Regions from separate parts of the Gossypium arboreum genome. Here region 1 is linked to region 2. A link is a contact called in public Hi-C data. All regions are on one chromosome and are shown on one strand. Each heading gives the region's core, a stretch centred on a gene start, on an enhancer-like site or on the middle of the called end of the contact. The rest is flanking DNA. Distances are from core to core; before and after follow the strand shown.

Evidence for each region. A called contact is a pair of places that touch in the nucleus more often than the background predicts.
Region 1: a Hi-C map of leaf shows a contact between it and region 2, with 2.8 times the contacts expected there. The contact joins the promoter of LOC108475630 here to the promoter of LOC108475012 in region 2. A contact is called at or near these places in 2 of 5 Hi-C or Micro-C datasets (both in leaf).

Annotation. Positions count from the first base shown.
Region 1 is chr3:125,786,480-125,791,390 of ASM2569848v2, reverse strand. LOC108475630 (mitogen-activated protein kinase kinase kinase 3-like) reads left to right here and starts at 1,964. Exons shown (of 9, transcript XM_017777613.2): 1 at 1,964-2,452; 2 at 3,139-3,402; 3 at 3,486-3,573; 4 at 3,678-3,740; 5 at 3,832-4,068; 6 at 4,144-4,203; 7 at 4,290-4,397; 8 at 4,513-4,739; 9 at 4,859-4,911. The coding sequence starts at 2,067.
Region 2 is chr3:125,598,186-125,602,391 of ASM2569848v2, reverse strand. LOC108475012 (probable protein phosphatase 2C 11) reads left to right here and starts at 1,582. Exons shown (of 16, transcript XM_053026312.1): 1 at 1,582-1,987; 2 at 2,084-2,152; 3 at 2,645-2,710; 4 at 4,122-4,206. The coding sequence starts at 1,849.

The DNA.
Region 1 (4,911 bases), core at 715-3,214, 190 kb before region 2:
TAGACAAGACAGAAGGACATCGAATTTGAGATTTTCATAATCATTTGCTCCATGAAAGGCAAAGCAAACAGCTACATCGAACACGTACATGTTCCCTTTTTTCCAGTTTTTTTTACGTATACTCACGTTTAAATATGTGTAAATGACTTATAACTTGTTTTATCATTACAAACTTTTTTAATAATTGATAACGGCAAATCATTTTGTTGTAATCAATAAGTAGAAGATTAAAATACGTAACAACATTTTATGATTATGGTTAATATTTTAACATTTAACAATAATTTATTTTGTTATTACAAATTTAATTAATAATTCATAACGATAAATCGTGTCGTTGCAATGAATAAATATAAAATTAAATTAAGTAATAACATTTTAAGGCTATTACTAATATTTTAGCGTTTAACAACTCTTCTAGTCGTTACAAATTTCATTAACAATTCACTTTGTTGTAACAACATTTTAAGGTTCTTACTAATATTTTAAGGTTTAGCAACAACTTGTTTAGTTGCTATACCTTTTACTAATAATTCATCACGACAAATCGTGTTGTTACTATTAATAGAAAGAAAATTAAATTACACGACATATGTTAAAGTCATTGCTAACTTTATAATATTTAGCAATAATTTAATTTAGTTATTGTAATTAGTATTTTAAAAATTAAATTTAACATCTACAAAATACTCATTTTTCTTGTAGTGTATACGAGAATAACCAATCATCTGCCGAGTTTAATGTCTTTGAAACAATGGCCAAAACTGTGAATTCTAATGTCAAAAGTTTCCATAGTTTTCATGCATAATTAAAGGGTCCACCCTAAATAAGAAAACTAACATACATCATCATATAGGTTGTGGACATTTAACAGAAAAGGAAAGGCAGCGGTTTTCCACCATAAGAGGAGGGGGGGGGGTAGTTGCTGGTTTTGCAAATTGTTTAGCTGACAAAGACAATTCATCAATGCAGTAAGGTCCACTTCGGTTTTATTATAATGGGACACAAAACCAATAATATCTAAAATGTAGCGGAGAGCATTTTGATGCCATGTATTTCATCAATAATTTATCCACTGCCATGTCCACCAGGGCGGCATGCATGCAGTTGAAACCAAGTTGACGAGTACTGAATGTTGTCTTCGTGGCTTGCACTTGTTTGAATTTTCCAAATCTGTGTTTTTCTCATGGAAGCAATTTTCTGTATTGGAGAAGTTGCAGACAAGTCAAATGTGCAGAAGAAGACAAAGCATTAAAACCAAAAAGCTTATGTCTGTTTTTCGAAAGGTGACATTTAATAAGTTAGGGTTGAAATTGTTGGGTTTTCTAACACTTTCTTCTATTAGCAAGTTTCCCTCCATTAACAAGTTACAATCCTTTCCTATATAAAAAGAAAAGGTTGTCTGATACAACAAGATGCAAGATCTTTGTTAGTGATTGACTGTTAAGGAAAAAAGTGGTTAATGGTATATTTAAGGACAAGGCTGTGCAGTTGAAAAGATGCTCATAATTGAATGTATTTGATCTGCTCTGATATATTGTTTTAAAATGGAGAATTTAAGAAGTGACAATATGTTTTTCTGTTTTGCTTTGGAATCATAAATTCGTCATCATTATGTAATAATCTGACCAATCTTTTGCTCTTATAATGAACATCTAAACTAATTGCAGATAATCAAAGAGTCAAGTAAATGTCCTTAGATATATGCTTATTTTCGAAGTTTCTTCCAAGTAATATTGATTTCCTATCCAAAAACAAACCAAAAATGGAGAAGACCTGACTCTATCCAGGTACCATCCATTTTAATTCGAAAATCAAAAGATACCTGAAGTTAATTTTATATCAAAAATGGATTGTCATAAAATTTTACCGTAGGATTGGACGTACATTAAATCATTTCAAACCAAGTAGCCAGTGGAAGGCCTCGGTAGATAAACACACCCGTGTATATACAGGCAAGCACGCGGTATCACATTAATGTTAACCACTATATAAACAAGTGGGTTCATAAAGCACAACTTCAGCCTAAAACAAACTTAGTTCTTCCTCACACAGTGCTTTATTATATGGAAGAAAAGAGCATGAAGAAAACATATACAACAAGGAACAACAATAAACATAGCATGGAGAAGCCAAAAGGCTTGCATGAAGCAGCTGCAGCGAGTAAAAAATCTCCGAGAAACAGTTATGATATTGAAGTTCATCCAATCTCCTTTCATGGGTGTTCAGTGTTGTGGGATTCTGATTCAGATTTAGGAAGTAAAAGTAGGGAGAAGAAAGCTTATCCATTGCCACAGCCTTCAGCTTCTTCATGTAGGGCATCAATGGAGTCCCATCAAAGGGGTTCAAGTTTTGGTTCAGAAAGGGTGTCAGTTTCAAGTTTTACCTCAAATGAATCTTCTTCTTCTTCTGATGATGATGATGATATTCATGGGGATTTCAGTTCCTTCAGGTTTGTAGCTTATATTCTCAAGTTCCTTAAAAAACTTGTTTCATCTTCTGTTTTGCTCATGAAGATCAAATAATAACTATCTGATACAGATTTTAGTGAAAATTCCATAAATTTCCACTCAATACTGGTTTGATTTTCAGAAAACTTCACCCTCTTTGTTTTATATTTCTTTATCAAATTATATACAACATTAAAAATAATGAAAATATTGAATTATTATAAAATTAAATTATATTTAAATTTTAAGTAAATTTAGGCATTTTAAACTAAAAAGAAATTGATTAAAAATTAAAGAAAAAATGATAAAATGAATTGCTACAATGTTACAGTAAACAATCGAGTATATTTAGCATAAAAATTATTAACAAAAACAAAAAGTAAAATAGAAGATATAATTATCATTTATGACAAATTATTTAACATATAATTTATAATTTAAGTGCCTGAAAAGCTATGTGCAGAAATGTGTCGGTTATCATCTACCAAACTTGTAATACTAATTAATGTATTTTCTTTTGCCTTAATGAAGAAAAGGCAAATATAATAGCTGGATATTTTATACCGTTCATCTGGTGGTTCCCCTGTTGTTAACATCATTAAAGCTACGGTGCTCACATGATTCTTTTAGAAAATATTAATATAAAAACTCTGATATATAAGTGACATAGTTTATGATTTGGTTGTAGAGTATATGAAGAAAATAACAGCAACTTATGGTCAAAAGGCTCAAATTCAGGATCAAAAGCTTCGTATATGCATCAATCACCTCGATATCTGTCACCATGGGATGCCAGTTTAGAATCCCCAACTGAGAAACATCCATGTCATCGTCTTCCCCTTCCTCCTCCTACTTCACCTAATAAACCTCCAACGAAATCTCCATCTAAATGGAAGAAAGGGAAGCTTCTAGGAAGAGGGACATTTGGACATGTTTATGCTGGATTTAATAGGTAAAATATTTGATATAATTTCATTGCCCTTTCATATGAATGAATTCAAAAGAAAAAGCTTTATATATTACTTTTTCCAACAGTGAAAATGGAACAATGTGTGCAGTGAAGGAAGTTAAGGTCATTACAGATGATCAACCATCAAAAGAATGTCTCAAACAACTGAACCAGGTTGGTCTGGTTTTTACAAAATCTCAGTGTCTTAAAACATCGTTTCTTTCATGGCAATGTTTGGGGGTTATTGATTAGAATCTCTTTCTTCTAATGCGAAACAGGAGATATCCTTGCTTAGTGAGTTGTCTCATCCAAACATTGTCCAATATTATGGGAGCGAACTGGTTCGGCTTGGCAGCCTTTACATGTCTATTAATCCAATTTGTTTACAAGTTTGGTCAATAAGTTGAAACAATCCAAGTTTAATTTATGCAGGGATCAGACAAGCTTTCGGTTTACTTGGAATACGTTTCAGGGGGTTCAGTACACAAATTACTAGGTGAATATGGACCATTCAAGGAACCTGTTATCCGAAGTTACACAAGGCAAATACTCAGTGGCTTGGCTTACTTACATGCAAGGAAGACAGTACATAGGGATATCAAAGGAGCCAACACACTGGTAGCTCCTAATGGTGAAATCAAGCTTGCTGATTTTGGAATGGCTAAACATGTACGGATTTAACTATTAACATTGTGTTTTTAGTAAGGGAAGATGTTTCTGATGAATTTGTGTTTTAAAATCCAGATGACATCTTGTTCTTCAATGCTTTCTTTTAAAGGAAGCCCTTATTGGATGGCACCAGAGGTACCTATTCTTCCATATCTATTTTATACAATTTTTCTCCCATGTTTTAGAAGTTGTTTAATCTTAACATCCACTGATCTTTCCAGGTTATCATGAATGCTCATGGATATAGCTTAGCTGTTGACATATGGAGCCTAGGGTGTACAGTTCTTGAGATGGCGACATCAAAACCTCCCTGGAGCCAGTACGAAGGGGTACGAGCGCCGTTATCACCGATATTTATTGTAATTGATCATGATGACATCCATTGCAATTATAACCAAGACCCCTAAATTTTGTTTATTTTTGTTTATGTCGTTTTTAAACCAGGTTGCAGCCATATTTAAGATAGCAAACAGTAAGGGTTTTCCAGAAATCCCTAATAACCTTTCAAAGGATGCTCAGAATTTCATAAAGCTTTGCTTGCAAAGGGAACCAACTGCACGCCCTACAGCACTGCAACTGCTTCAGCATCCCTTTGTCCAAGACCAATCTATGGTGGAACCAACAAAATTCAATTTGGTTGATGATAGAAGAAGACCTTCAAAGGGCTCATGGTAACTGCTAAACATCTCATGATCTTGTCCTTGTCCGTACTTATAGTTGTCCCACAAAAAGCGTCTCACAAGCAGAAGAGTAAATTCATCTAACTTTGAAATCTTGTCATTGATTGCAGGGATGAAATATCACTTGCTTCTTCTTTACCCGAATCACCTTGCTGGAACTCGA
Region 2 (4,206 bases), core at 333-2,832:
TTATTTAATTGATTTTTATGTTTTGAGATTTAAAATTTCAATATTTAAAAAAGAAATTTAAAACTTCTAGAAAATGGGTAAACAAGTACAATTTGACAATTTTAATGCATTATTTTAGTTTCTATCTTTTTTACATTAATCCTTAATATAATTTTTTTATCTCGATCAATACTTTAAAGAGATATATTTTTTGGGTGACCAAAATGAAAGCAGCCTAAAAATTAAGTGACTAAAATGAAAGTGTAAATATGATGTGGCATGTACAGTTAACTGTCGTTAGATATTTAACTCTTGTGTGACTAAAATGAAAGTGTCTTAAAAGCTGGGTGATAAAATTGCAAGAATTTCATTTTAAGTGACCAGAATAAAAGTGTCTTAAAGTTGGGTGACTAACTAAGGCAATTTACCCTAAAATTTAAGTAACATATTGTAATAAAAAAAAGTACAAGATATAAATTGTAGGATTTAGCTGACCGGATACAAGAAAAATGATAAAATAAATGATCATTCACACTATTTACTAATCTTAATATCTTCATGGTTAAAATTTGTTGGATAGTCACTATACTTTGTCAAAATTTATGATCTAGTCTCTATACTTAAAAAATTTAAAATCAAGTTCTTATACTTTTTAATTTTTACAGAACTTAGTCCAATTATTAAAATCATAAGTATTTTTTGTCAAAGTTTGTCAAATTGGCATAGTGCCTTGTGCCTAGAAGTCTGCATGGGCCGGGCTACCCGACCCGGCCCGAAGGCCCGCCCAAAATGTGGGAGGGTTTGGGCAAAAAAGTAAGACCCGTTTAAAAAATGGGTTGGGCCTCGGGTAAGACATTTTTGGCCTGGGCCCGGCCTGAATTTACTAAATGAAAAAAATTGTTTTTTAATATTATTTTCTTATTATTTTCTCCCTATTTTGCTACTATTTTAGTATTATGTTGATACTATTTTGTTGTTATTGTTTGGATATTATATAAAACTTATTTTATTGTTAAATTTTTTATTATTTTAAAGACATTTGCTAATTTTGTTATTATTTTAGAGGCATTTGCTTGTTAAATTGTATTTATTTTAGTGTTATTTAAGTATACATATTTTTTAAAATTTATTTTCAATTTGTTGAGAAATATTTATTTTGATTTTTAGTATTTTTATGGTTTATATATATTTTAAAATTATATAAAAATAATATAAAAATTAATATATGGCCAGGTCAGGTTTGGGCAAAATTTTAGGCCCATTTTTCGGGCCAGGCCAGGCTTGAGCCTAGCAAATAGACCTAAATTTTTAGTTGGGCCCCGCCCGAACCCACCCCGGCCGGGCCCATGCATACCTCTGTGCCCTAATGTGATGTGGCATATGATTGATGAAAAATAAGTACCTTAACTTAACAAATTTTAATGGAAAATACCTATTAAATTGAAAAAATTAGGAGGATTGAAATTTTAACTTTTAAAGGATAGGGACTAAATCTCAAATTATATAGAAGTACAAGGACTAGCAGCATATTTTAACCTATCTGCATAATTTTTACTATTACGAGTCAACAGCCATAAAGGCAGGAGTAAATCAGCTAGCCTACTCTATACCGCACCAAAGCCAATCCCAAACCGCTTGAGCAAGTAATCGAGCAGGGTTTTTTTTAAAAAAAAACGCTTATTTTAAGCTTTGTTATAGAGACCGACAGAAAAGAAGACTTATAGAAGATTTTAGATTCTTCTTTCTTACACTTTACTTTCTGTTTCGCATTGATTTTCTCTGGAAACATACAAATTTCATTCCTCCATTCTTTTTTTCCAGATCCAAATTGCAATATAAATCTCGTAGTTTTTAAGATATTGGAAAAAGATGGAGGCATCGTCGACGAGTCAACCTGAGTTTGACTGTTTGTTTAAGTTGTTACTGATAGGGGATTCGGGTGTGGGGAAGAGCACTCTGCTCTTGAGTTTTACTTCAGATACCTTTGAGGAACTCAATCCTACCATTGGTAACCTTACCTATCTTCCTTTTTCTTTATTCTTTTTTGGTTAACTTGTTTTAAAAATTTTGAAGACTGAGTGATTTGATTTTTTTTTCCTTTTAGGTGTGGATTTTAAGGTGAAGCACGTTACCATTGGAGGGAAAAAGCTGAAGCTTGCCATCTGGGACACTGGTAAACGTCGTCAGATCCTGTTTCTTTTGCCTTTTCCATTGTTTTTTTTTTTGTTTGTTTTAGGATTTTTTTTCCCTTTGATGGTTAAGATAGAATATAGCATTAGATATTGTGTGGAAATTTTCAATGTTTATTGCTTTCGTTTTAAGTTCTTAGAGCACATTTGAATGTATTATGCACTAGATCATGATATTGGTGGAAGTTGCAAACTTCATCCATATATATATAGGTATATACACGCACGTGTATTTGACATGGTACTCCATGTTAATTTGAAAGAGAGGACTGTCCAAGTTTGCAATCTGTTTCCATATTCCATATCAACTGTAGACTAAGTATGAATTATCTGCAAGGAGCTCTTATTCTCCTTGGACACCTCCTATAGGATGTTTGTAGAATTTGGTATTGTTTATACATTGTGTTTGTTTGGTGTAAAATGAGTTGGTGATTTGAATAGAAATAAGTTGTTATTCATAACTTCACTTTATGCAGCTGGACAGGAAAGATTTAGAACGCTAACAAGTTCATATTATAGAGGAGCACAAGGGATAATTATGGGTATGGGACTTCATTCATCTCTTGCTAGCGGTCTTCTATTTACTTCTGTGGCACATCAGTTGTTATAATTTGTATCTGTGTTGTTAAACATGATCAACATAATGATGCTGGAGGTTTTGTGCTAAGAATTCGTTTCGTACGTGAAGTTTATTTTCCTTCTTTGCTTCAAATTTTTTTTACGTGAAGTTTATTTTCCTTCTTTGCTTCAAATTTTTTTTTTCATTTTTATCAGTAATCATACTTTTGAAGTTCTTATTGGTATATGTTAGTTATCATCATTATTAGATATTCTGGCGTCACGCTTCCTATGATGAAATGAACTTCACAATGAGGGTAGATTGGGTCATTTGTGGTAAGGTGAGGAGACGTTACATTTCAGCAAAACGAGATGTTGTGGAGAGATAGCAGAGAGGAAGATCGGAGCAGACTCTGGAAAACAAGTGCGGTGGCAGGTGGTGATGATGGACACAATAAGGGGTTTAGAAAGATGAGAGCTACAGTGGTTGTGATTGTAGAAAGAAAGTTGCAGAGAGAACTTTAGAGTGCTAAGTTTGCCAAAATATCAAAAAGTTCCAAAGGAGACATTCAAACCTCTATTTATAGGCCTTGGAAAGGGAAGTTAAAAGGAAATGGTTATAAAGGAAAAGTGGGCATGAATGTGTTAAAATGATGGATAAATGGGATTGAGAGGGGTTACTTGAACTTGAACATAGGAAAGTGGAAGGTAAATTACATGGATAATGAATATAAAGGCAATTACATGAAAGTTATACCCACTTAACTGTTTGTTCAATGAAGAGATGGGAAGGAAAACACTTGTATTCCAAAGAAGTTTAAGAAGTGAACTTACTTAACAATATCTGTATCTATGTCTCCAAGCCAAGCTTTCCAGGACATTCCAAAATTGGATCAACCTAGGAGTCATGCCAACCTTCCAAGGTTAGCTCCAATGGTAGTTGTTCCCAACATAGGATCAAAGTGTTAGTAACCAAAAGCAAGCATCTACTAGTTCGTTTTAGGCCGGTTTGTTAGGTCGTTCTACATAGGATTGAGAAACATTTTTGATTTCTTGTTTAAGAGATGGGTGCAGAAAAGATGCTGCTTTAAAAACCTCAGATCTAGCTGTAGATTGATTTTCTACCCACTTTATTATTATTTTAGCACTGATGCTAATTTTTTGGTCTGCCAAAGTCACCTTTTCTCTTGCAAAATTTTGGCTCAAGATAATTTGATCTCTGACCATAAATCAATTTAGCTACCAGACAGATTTAAGTACGTTATTCCCTTCAACTAAGGTAGGGGACTCCATGTTTCTATGTATTCAAATACTCAGCTGGTTTATTTATTGCTTTTGGTTCTCATCTTAGTGGCTCCTCATATGATGCTAATTATTACATTTGTACTATTACAGTTTACGATGTAACTCGGCGAGACACATTTACAGATTTATCTGACATATGGGCTAAAGAAATCGATCTGTACTCAACCAATCAGGA